Linked DNA regions of Pan troglodytes: region 1 is linked to region 2. A link is a contact called in public capture Hi-C data. All regions are on one chromosome and are shown on one strand. Each heading gives the region's core, a stretch centred on a gene start, on an enhancer-like site or on the middle of the called end of the contact. The rest is flanking DNA. Distances are from core to core; before and after follow the strand shown.

Region 1 (4,145 bases), core at 729-3,228, 280 kb after region 2:
GCGGGCACCACACTGAATCAGGACTGTGTGCAGAGAAGCAAACCAGGCCTTTCCATATAGATAGGAAAAAATAATCATAACAGTTCATGGTTATGCAGCTTCCAATGGACTCCATTGTTACCTGGTAATCATCAGTCAATTGCCATCACCCTTAACCTTAAAGGTGTCACTTTCGTACTTCAGGTATTCTTTCCAAAGTCCCTCTACCCCTTCTTCTCCCTGTCTTATCTGTCCCTGATCTCTGCCACCCTCAGTTGCTTACATTGGCCAACCAGCCTGAAATGGGAGAGGTTGAATCCTTCATGCTATGTGCATAGCCAACATTCCACAAGATTTATGTCACTAAAGCCTGTGAAAATGACAAATGGTGAGAAAGAGGGCCAAAAAGGGAAGCAAAAATAAATCCAACTACGATTTAACAAAGGGCGGCCCAGTACCTGTACCTAGTGGGTGCTGTGATATCTTGAGGGACATGAATTTAACAAGAGAAATAAACTGCTGTATGAGGATCTTTAAAATGCTCTTGTTTTCCATTCAAAATCTCTTTAGTAAAGTTGCTTTTTACCCTGAAGTCATAATCCAATTGTGTCAACATGGTAATTAAACATCTGGATTGATTAGGTGGGAAAAGGGAGATTATTTTCTAAGATATTTTCTCTAAAAAATAAGCTTAAGAGTAGAAGGGCTCTGGTTTCCTGGAGCTGTCTAGAGTCATGGAAGGAAGGCCGCCAATATGAGGGATGAGGATGGCCACACAGTAGGGTGACTTTTCAATAAAATAACTTTTTTGTTCTTGTCACATTTAGTGAGCTTACTGCAACTACTACCCTACCAAAGTCACCGACTTCAGTAAACCATGGCTCAGCCATATGATGAATCATCCAGATGATCAAAATTATTCTTATGAAGAGCTTTTAACAACAAATACAGATACTTGTGATATAACACTGTGAACAAAAGCAAGATATACAAGGGCATTTGCAGTATAATGACAACTATGAAACCAATCCACATACGAGAACAGCAATACTCCAAAACTTCAAAAGGTGATTATCTATAGATGGTGGGATTCTAGATGATTTTGTTATTTTCTAGACCTTGTATTGAGTATTCTATAGTAAGTATGGATTCATTTTTATAATTAAAAGTATATTTTTAAATGGAATAAAATCTATAAAAGGCATCACCTACTTCTTTCAAAGGTCACATATTCCTTAATCATGGCTTGAAGCCTCAGAGCCAAAATGGCACTGTTCAAAATATACATCTGCTTTAGAACCTATTTTCTTCAATCTTTCCTATGATACTTAAAATTTCATAGACCTTCACAGAAATGTGGGAGGAAATCTGTTAGTGACTTTGTACACGCACCCAGACAATCTGGAACTGGTACTCTCCAGTGAAGCAGCCACTGGCCACTGTGGCTACCAAGCACTCGAAATGTGTCTGGTCCAAGCTGAGATGAGCTCTGAGAATGAAATACACACCAGCTATTGAATATATGGGAAGGGGCAAAAAATGTAAAATATCTCAATACTAACTTTATATTGATTACATGTTGAAGTGATATTTTTGAGATATTGCATTTAATGAAAAATACTATTAAATAATTTCACCTATTTTTTTTAATGTGTAATATAATGTCATATGTAAAATGAGCTATGTAGCTCACATTAGAGCTCTTTTGGACTGAAATACTCTAGAAAAAAATTCTGCAGAAGTGTGCTTCGATTATCCATCTATCATCTTTCAGAAACATGCAGGATCTGAATACACACAGATTGCTTGCCCAAGCCAGATCTATGGCCCCCAGTAAAATGTATTCTCCTGCCCCTCTTCCAAGTTGTATCACACTTTTAGTGGTCAGACAATTTCAGTTATTTCCAAGCGCAGACGAATTGAGGCCAGTTCGATGAACAGCACTTACAGGCTGCACCTAACAGCCGTCTTGACTTTCTTCAGACTGACACGGCCCACAGAGCTCAGAATTCTCTAACTCCCTAACATCTGCCTCTGTTCCCATGGATTCACTCACACATCTGTGTAACACTTCATTCAAAGGACACAGTCCCCATTTGAGACAGCCTCAAATATTCACAGCTCCCAAAAGGCTGTGCCAAAGAAACTTCCTCCGTGTAGCTGTAGGCCATCTCTCAAAGTGCCCTTGGTGTGAGGGGACTGAAAATTATTGCTCTTCAAAAGGGCAGGGGAAAATGAAAGGAAGGATTATATCTGCCTGAACTGCCAAACCAAACTCTGAGAAGCAGATTCTCCAGAGAGTGACTCAGGCCCACATGATGTTTGTTGGGGATGATGTTTTCACTGGGAGGCGAAGTGTGCATTTGCTTATCTGGCCAAAGGCTACTCAACTTATGTGGCCAGCCCACCCCACAGCAAACGTGTACAAGGGTTCTTGTTTCTCCCTGCTCAGAGCTGCATTTTCTCTCTCTACAGCAGTCATTAGAATAAATAAAACCCATATAATCAACATGAGAGGCAGAGGACATATTTTTGTAATGCACGGGGGGGAGGAGGGTGGTTTTTAAAATACCAGGGACACCGCGAATGCCACAGTTATTATGTCAAGGCTCATGAGGTCAAAGTCAGTTAATAATTCCCGATTATTCTCTTAAAGATGACTAACACACAGCCCAATGCTAACAGTTTTCATATTTTAATAATCTTCCATAGAGTTTTCTAATTTATTCAACCTCAGCAGATTCCATTTCTTCATAAAAATAAAGTATTTTTCATCACAGAGGAATAACTTCAAGTTTTTCTTCAGGGATGAGAATCCAAAATCCTGACTCTGCCTGCCACGCTACTGAGCTGTCTCCATTTATCTCTCTGAAATTTTTTGGCTTACAGATTAAAGCATTAGAGGAAATGAAACTATAAACATAAAAGAACAATAAAGATCATGATTTGTTTAATTTTTACATTCTTATTATTAAGACAGAATTTAGGAAGCAAAACTGCACTTTATCACTTTAAAATATACCCCCAAAATCACTACACTAAAGGGCATTATAAAGGGTGACATTGTAAGAATATTTAATTGACATGATTTGGGAGGAAGGGCTGGCAGCACACAAGGAAGAATCGAATGTGAAAGAGAATTTGGTTAATTTTAAAATGTTATCCAAGTAATTACAGTCATTATACCTCCCTGCGGCGCAGCAAAGAAGTAAAAATATCAAGCTCTCCCGCAAATTTTCCAATATATACATACTGTTAAAACATACACATGTGCACACAAACACGTACAGTGAAACCAGATTTTGGAGTTTATCGCTTGCCAAGGTTCACCCCAGAGCAAATATTTACTGCGGAGTTACAAAATTTTCCTGAAGGAGAACCAAAATGGAAGCGTTTACATACGCTGCAAGTACTTTGTGTGCGCAGGGGCCACAAGAAAGATATAGTTTAATAAAAACATTTATGGATTTTGAAAGCAAACACAATCCAAGAGTCTTGCACATGTGGGAAAAGATGATATTCCAGCCTAACACGTTCTCTCTTGAAGATCTTTTGGCTGTTTGCAGTGAGCAAACCCCAGTTTCCTCTGGGGCCCCGCTAATCTATATTGTAAACCATTCTCAGCAAACAAATGAAAGAACCATCCGACACTGCCCTCGGAGACAGCGGCAGGGATGCGGCTCTGCTCTACAGGCAGACAGAAACTTCCCAGGATGGGCGAAGGTGCTGCTGCATGAAGAACTGGGGTTCTCTAACCTAAACCTTCGCCACCTCCTCTTCCTATCAGGAGAATCTCTCTTAACTGATTTCCTCTGCATTCTCTCACCTCCCGGGCTACCTCCCACTTCACCATCGCAAAACGAACCCGATATTTGCAAAACTTAGGAAAAGACACACCGGCGTGCGGCCCACTGTTTCCACGCCTTTTGCCCCATGGCCTGAGAATCCACTGTATGCATGGCCTTAGAACCAAAGTTTTGCACTTCAAGTGAGCTTTGTGCACGTTCGCCCCATTTTGTTCTGCCATTAGGTCTTGGGGGTGCGCTAGCCCGCTCTTCATTAGTGCTTTTGTGCCTCATTCTTTATGAACCCCGGGCTGCATCCATCTACCTTAGCGCTAATGATCAAACGGGAGATCTTGAAATCACTCTGCGCAATTTACAAAT
Region 2 (3,885 bases), core at 365-2,864:
AACTCAAAAAGTTTAGGAAACCCTACCCAATAAATATTCCTTTAAAAATGTTGTAATATGTGGTAGCATATTAAAGGTTCCAAGAAGCAAATAAATGTGGTTGACTTTTTTTAATCCAGCATTTCCCAAATGAATTTGAAAAAACATTTATTCTCCTCATCCATTAACATCCCTCAGTGCTAGAGTGCCCAGGAACACCCTTTGGGAATCACTGGTTTAAGATCAATCTGGAAGAAGGAAGGCCAGCTCTCTGCTAAGGAGTCTTGCATCTTTGTTCACTGCCACTGCTGCCACCATCTTGAATCGACATGAACTGTTCTTGATTTACAAAGATTTGGGCCAGGCGCGGTGGCTCACGCCTGTAATCCCATCACTTTGGGAGGCCAAGGCAGGCAGACCACCTGAGGTCGGGAGTTCAAGACCAGCCAGACCAACAAGAAGAAACCCCATCTCTCCTAAAAACACAAAATCAGCCAGGTGTGGTGGCGCGTGCCTGTAATCCCAGCTACTCCGGAGGCTGAGGCAGGAGAATCGTTTGAACACTGGGCAGTGGGCGAAACTCCATCTCAAAAAAAAAAAAAAAAAAAACCAAAGATTTGGTTCATGGGCTTTTGCACCTCAGTGGCTGCTGGTGCACCCCCCACTCTTTCCCTCGTTTCAGTGCCTCAGCTTCCAAACTCAGATTCTATACTACTCACTTCCAATCTCCTGCTTCCCCAAAGCCCATGCACAACCCTAGCCCAGAAGAGCGGGGGCTGTGCTGGCCACATCACCAGGAAGTGCACTGGGGCTCAGAAAGGCCCAGCACATTTTTACCAGGTTCAGCCCATATGACAGCAGGGACAAAATTATTCCAAGTGTGCACTGTTTTTGTAACATTAACAGGCTTCACAGTTTTCAGCAACTCATTTAGTCTTGGTGATCAGTCGACATACCATTCGCTAAAATGTGCAACTGTTTCTGTCTATTTTATAAGAGGTTAGAAAGAGCCCTGTGACACCAACACGGGCATTTAAAAGGGCATTTAAATACCAGCTCCAGTGGACTTCATCCAGGAGGGCATGTCTTGAGGACTTTTACTGCCTTGCAGACTTCATATTTCTAGCTTCCAGGCTAGTGAACATCTATGTGAACCTGATGTATTTACAGCTTTGCCACTTTCTTTTGTTCGATAGAAAACATAACACCTTTGATCATGATGTCTAACATTCGCTATCAGTTGGCAAAGAATGTTAAGCAATTGTATGAGCATCCCTCTCCAGCCTTCATCTGCTCTTCTGTGCCCTAATTCGATGATTTCCACCCAGACCCAGCCAGTGCCCAGTGGTGGCTTAGCATCACTTCTCAGGATCACAGCTGTGGGCAATGGTTTGGGCAGGGGTTAGGTCAGGGACACAGATCCAATATCATTTGGCACTTATTCCCCACTATTACTAACCTCCCAAGACAGGACAACTCGTGCCCCTCATAGATTCTCAGGTACAGGGCCTGGCCTTTTTATTCTCCACATCTTCCTCATGGGGTCTGCTGTGGAGCTCGCTGCCTGTTGCTAATTGACAAGTCAGTGTCTCCCAGCTACTCAGGGACGGAGCCAGAGTTGGATTCGTAGTCTCTCCCCGGGCAGAGCCAGCAAGTTCTGCTCCAGGGGTGCGATTCTGCCAGGGCAGGCAACTTATTCCTCGGTGTTCAGACTTCATTCTCACAAGAACGCCAGTCGAGTAACACGGATTGAAAAGTTGGCTGGGGCTCATAACTGCATATTTTGTGCCACTGAGAATTATCTAGAATTTTTTGAAAAGTCATAGTCTATGCATGTATGTTCAAGAATTGTGTTTGGAACAGGCAGGGGGCATAAGTTTGTTAATATACTCATAATTTCACTGCTTTTCAGATTGCCAAGAGATCTTTGAGAACGTTTAGAGGAGCTGCCTCATTTTTATAATTAGGAATCCAAACCCCAGAGAGGGGCATAATTCACAGACACACAACTAATTCACTAAATAATTAATAAGACTGAGAGAAACTCCTCCTTATGCAAATTTAAATAGGAGAATCCATTCCCAGCTCCTTTATTGTTACCTGTTTTTCTTTTCCACTTTCAAGCTATGTTAGATTTTTGCTGTTCTGATATGATTCAGAATTATGTCTCCTCTTTTAAAATCAAACTACTATGTAATTTTCAATAAAACTGTAAAGAATAAGAGACAATGACAGACCAAAAAGGAAAACTCAATCTGGACTCATATTTGAATTCCTGAAAAATACTGTGAAAGAAAATACAACTAATTTATGTACTGTAAAGAAAACATATTAACATAAATAACTAGTTCTACCTCTCTTAGCATACTTTTATAAAGGCAAAATGACAGACCCAGACATATTAAGAAAAGCATAGGAAAATAGAAATACATTTTACATCGCTAAAGCTAACCATTACAATTACTACTAAACAAAGGAATAAAAAAACGAAATTAAAAGCAGACATGAAGAAAACTAGCAGAGCGGCGCCACCTAGTGTCCATTTTATGAAAAGCGCCTAACATTTCCTGCGCCCTCCTGTGGTAGGATTTAGCAATCGGCCACAGACAAGAAAACAAATTCTATAAACATGATTTGATTTCTTTCCTCTGGAAGGAAGACAGAAAGAGATAGCATCTCAGCATACTTTCTAAGCAAGATATACTTTCATTCACCATAATTAAAACAGAACAACTACAAACATGCAATTTCCCATTGATCACAGCATCCTTTCTTTGGACATAATTTCAAGTAAACCCCAACCATTAACCTTTCTAAATGAAGTTACATTTTTTTAAGCCTCTCTGCCCCTGTGAAATTTTGTTCAGGACAAAATTTTGTGAATACCGTTCCTGTATCAACATTGTGGTAATATTTAAAAAGCAAAATGTAAAGAATTAATGTAGAAGTGAAGATGAGAGAATTTGAGGCAGAAATTAGAATCATCTTCCACGCCTCAGTTTACCTATCTGGAGTGTGGGGATAATTCTAACTCCAGTGTGCTACCTTTCTTTGGTGGTCGAGGGGAGTTGTCATTGGCAAAATCAAGTGGGATTAATGTCCATGGAAGCTATTGAAGAGTAGAAAGTATATGACTTACATAAAATAGATACACTTTGTTATTTTTGTTAAGAGTTGAAAACTCTAGTGAGACATCAGCACTGGCTGAGTTGAGGACAAATCAGTGAATCAGGAAATTAGAAGCCCTGAACTAGCCCCACAGCTTCTCCTTGGACTAGTCATTTAAGTCTGGGTAGGGGCCCCTTTGTTCTATAAAATGAGGATATTTTGTGCTATATGGCCCATAGTGTCTGTTTAGCTCTAAAATCTTAGATTCAATAATACAATTGCTTTCTCCCTGCCTCTGTGCCTGCAAAGACCCTCACTGCCTGTTCTCTGGATTCTTGCAATATCTTTCTAACACATCTATCCCAGCTCCAATCAATCTCTGGCAGATTAATCAGGGAAGATGAGTATTTCCAACATACATATGAAAGTGTAAGTTCAGTCATCTCATTGCCCCACTTAAAGGCCCAAAATGATTTCCCATGGCATTTTGGGGGGCAACCAGCTTTTATGGGCATCATCTGCTCTGTGCCAGGCAGTGTAACTCATGCTTTCTGTGCCCAGTGTCATTCCATCCACACAGTGACACCTTAAGATAGACAAGGTATGAAGCATTTTCATGGAGGAGGAAGCTGAGGGTACCAGAGACTCAGAGAAGGACTTCAAGTCTCCCAGTGAGCGAATGCAGAGCCTAGGATGAGAATCCAGGTCTCTGGTGCCAAATGGTGTAGCCTCTGTGAGTGATTAAGAGGTAGATTTTGGAGCCAGAAATACTGGAGTTGAAATCTGGGCTTTGTCACA

What was found. Capture Hi-C pulls out chosen DNA fragments and counts their contacts.
Region 1: a capture Hi-C map of stem cell-derived neural stem cells shows a contact between it and region 2, with 12 times the contacts expected there. The contact joins two enhancer-like sites. A contact is called at or near these places in 4 of 7 Hi-C or Micro-C datasets (blood, induced pluripotent stem cells and stem cell-derived neural progenitor cells), 1 of 1 datasets of contacts at active chromatin or transcription factors (stem cell-derived excitatory neurons) and 1 of 1 other capture datasets (stem cell-derived neural stem cells).

Annotation. Positions count from the first base shown.
Region 1 is chr6:31,650,118-31,654,262 of NHGRI_mPanTro3-v2.0_pri, forward strand. No RefSeq gene overlaps it. Among named protein-coding and RNA genes, the nearest start is that of MIR148A, 100 kb to the right of the region's middle. Within about 2 kb of position 1,979, at least 2 of the 24 cell types and tissues checked have an H3K27ac peak or open chromatin away from gene starts, as enhancers often do. A contact at or near this core is called in stem cell-derived neural stem cells, where this site is marked.
Region 2 is chr6:31,370,762-31,374,646 of NHGRI_mPanTro3-v2.0_pri, forward strand. All of the region lies in intron 3 of LOC134810525 (a long non-coding RNA gene), which reads right to left. Among named protein-coding and RNA genes, the nearest start is that of NPVF, 330 kb to the left of the region's middle. Within about 2 kb of position 1,615, at least 3 of the 24 cell types and tissues checked have an H3K27ac peak or open chromatin away from gene starts, as enhancers often do. A contact at or near this core is called in stem cell-derived neural stem cells, where this site is marked.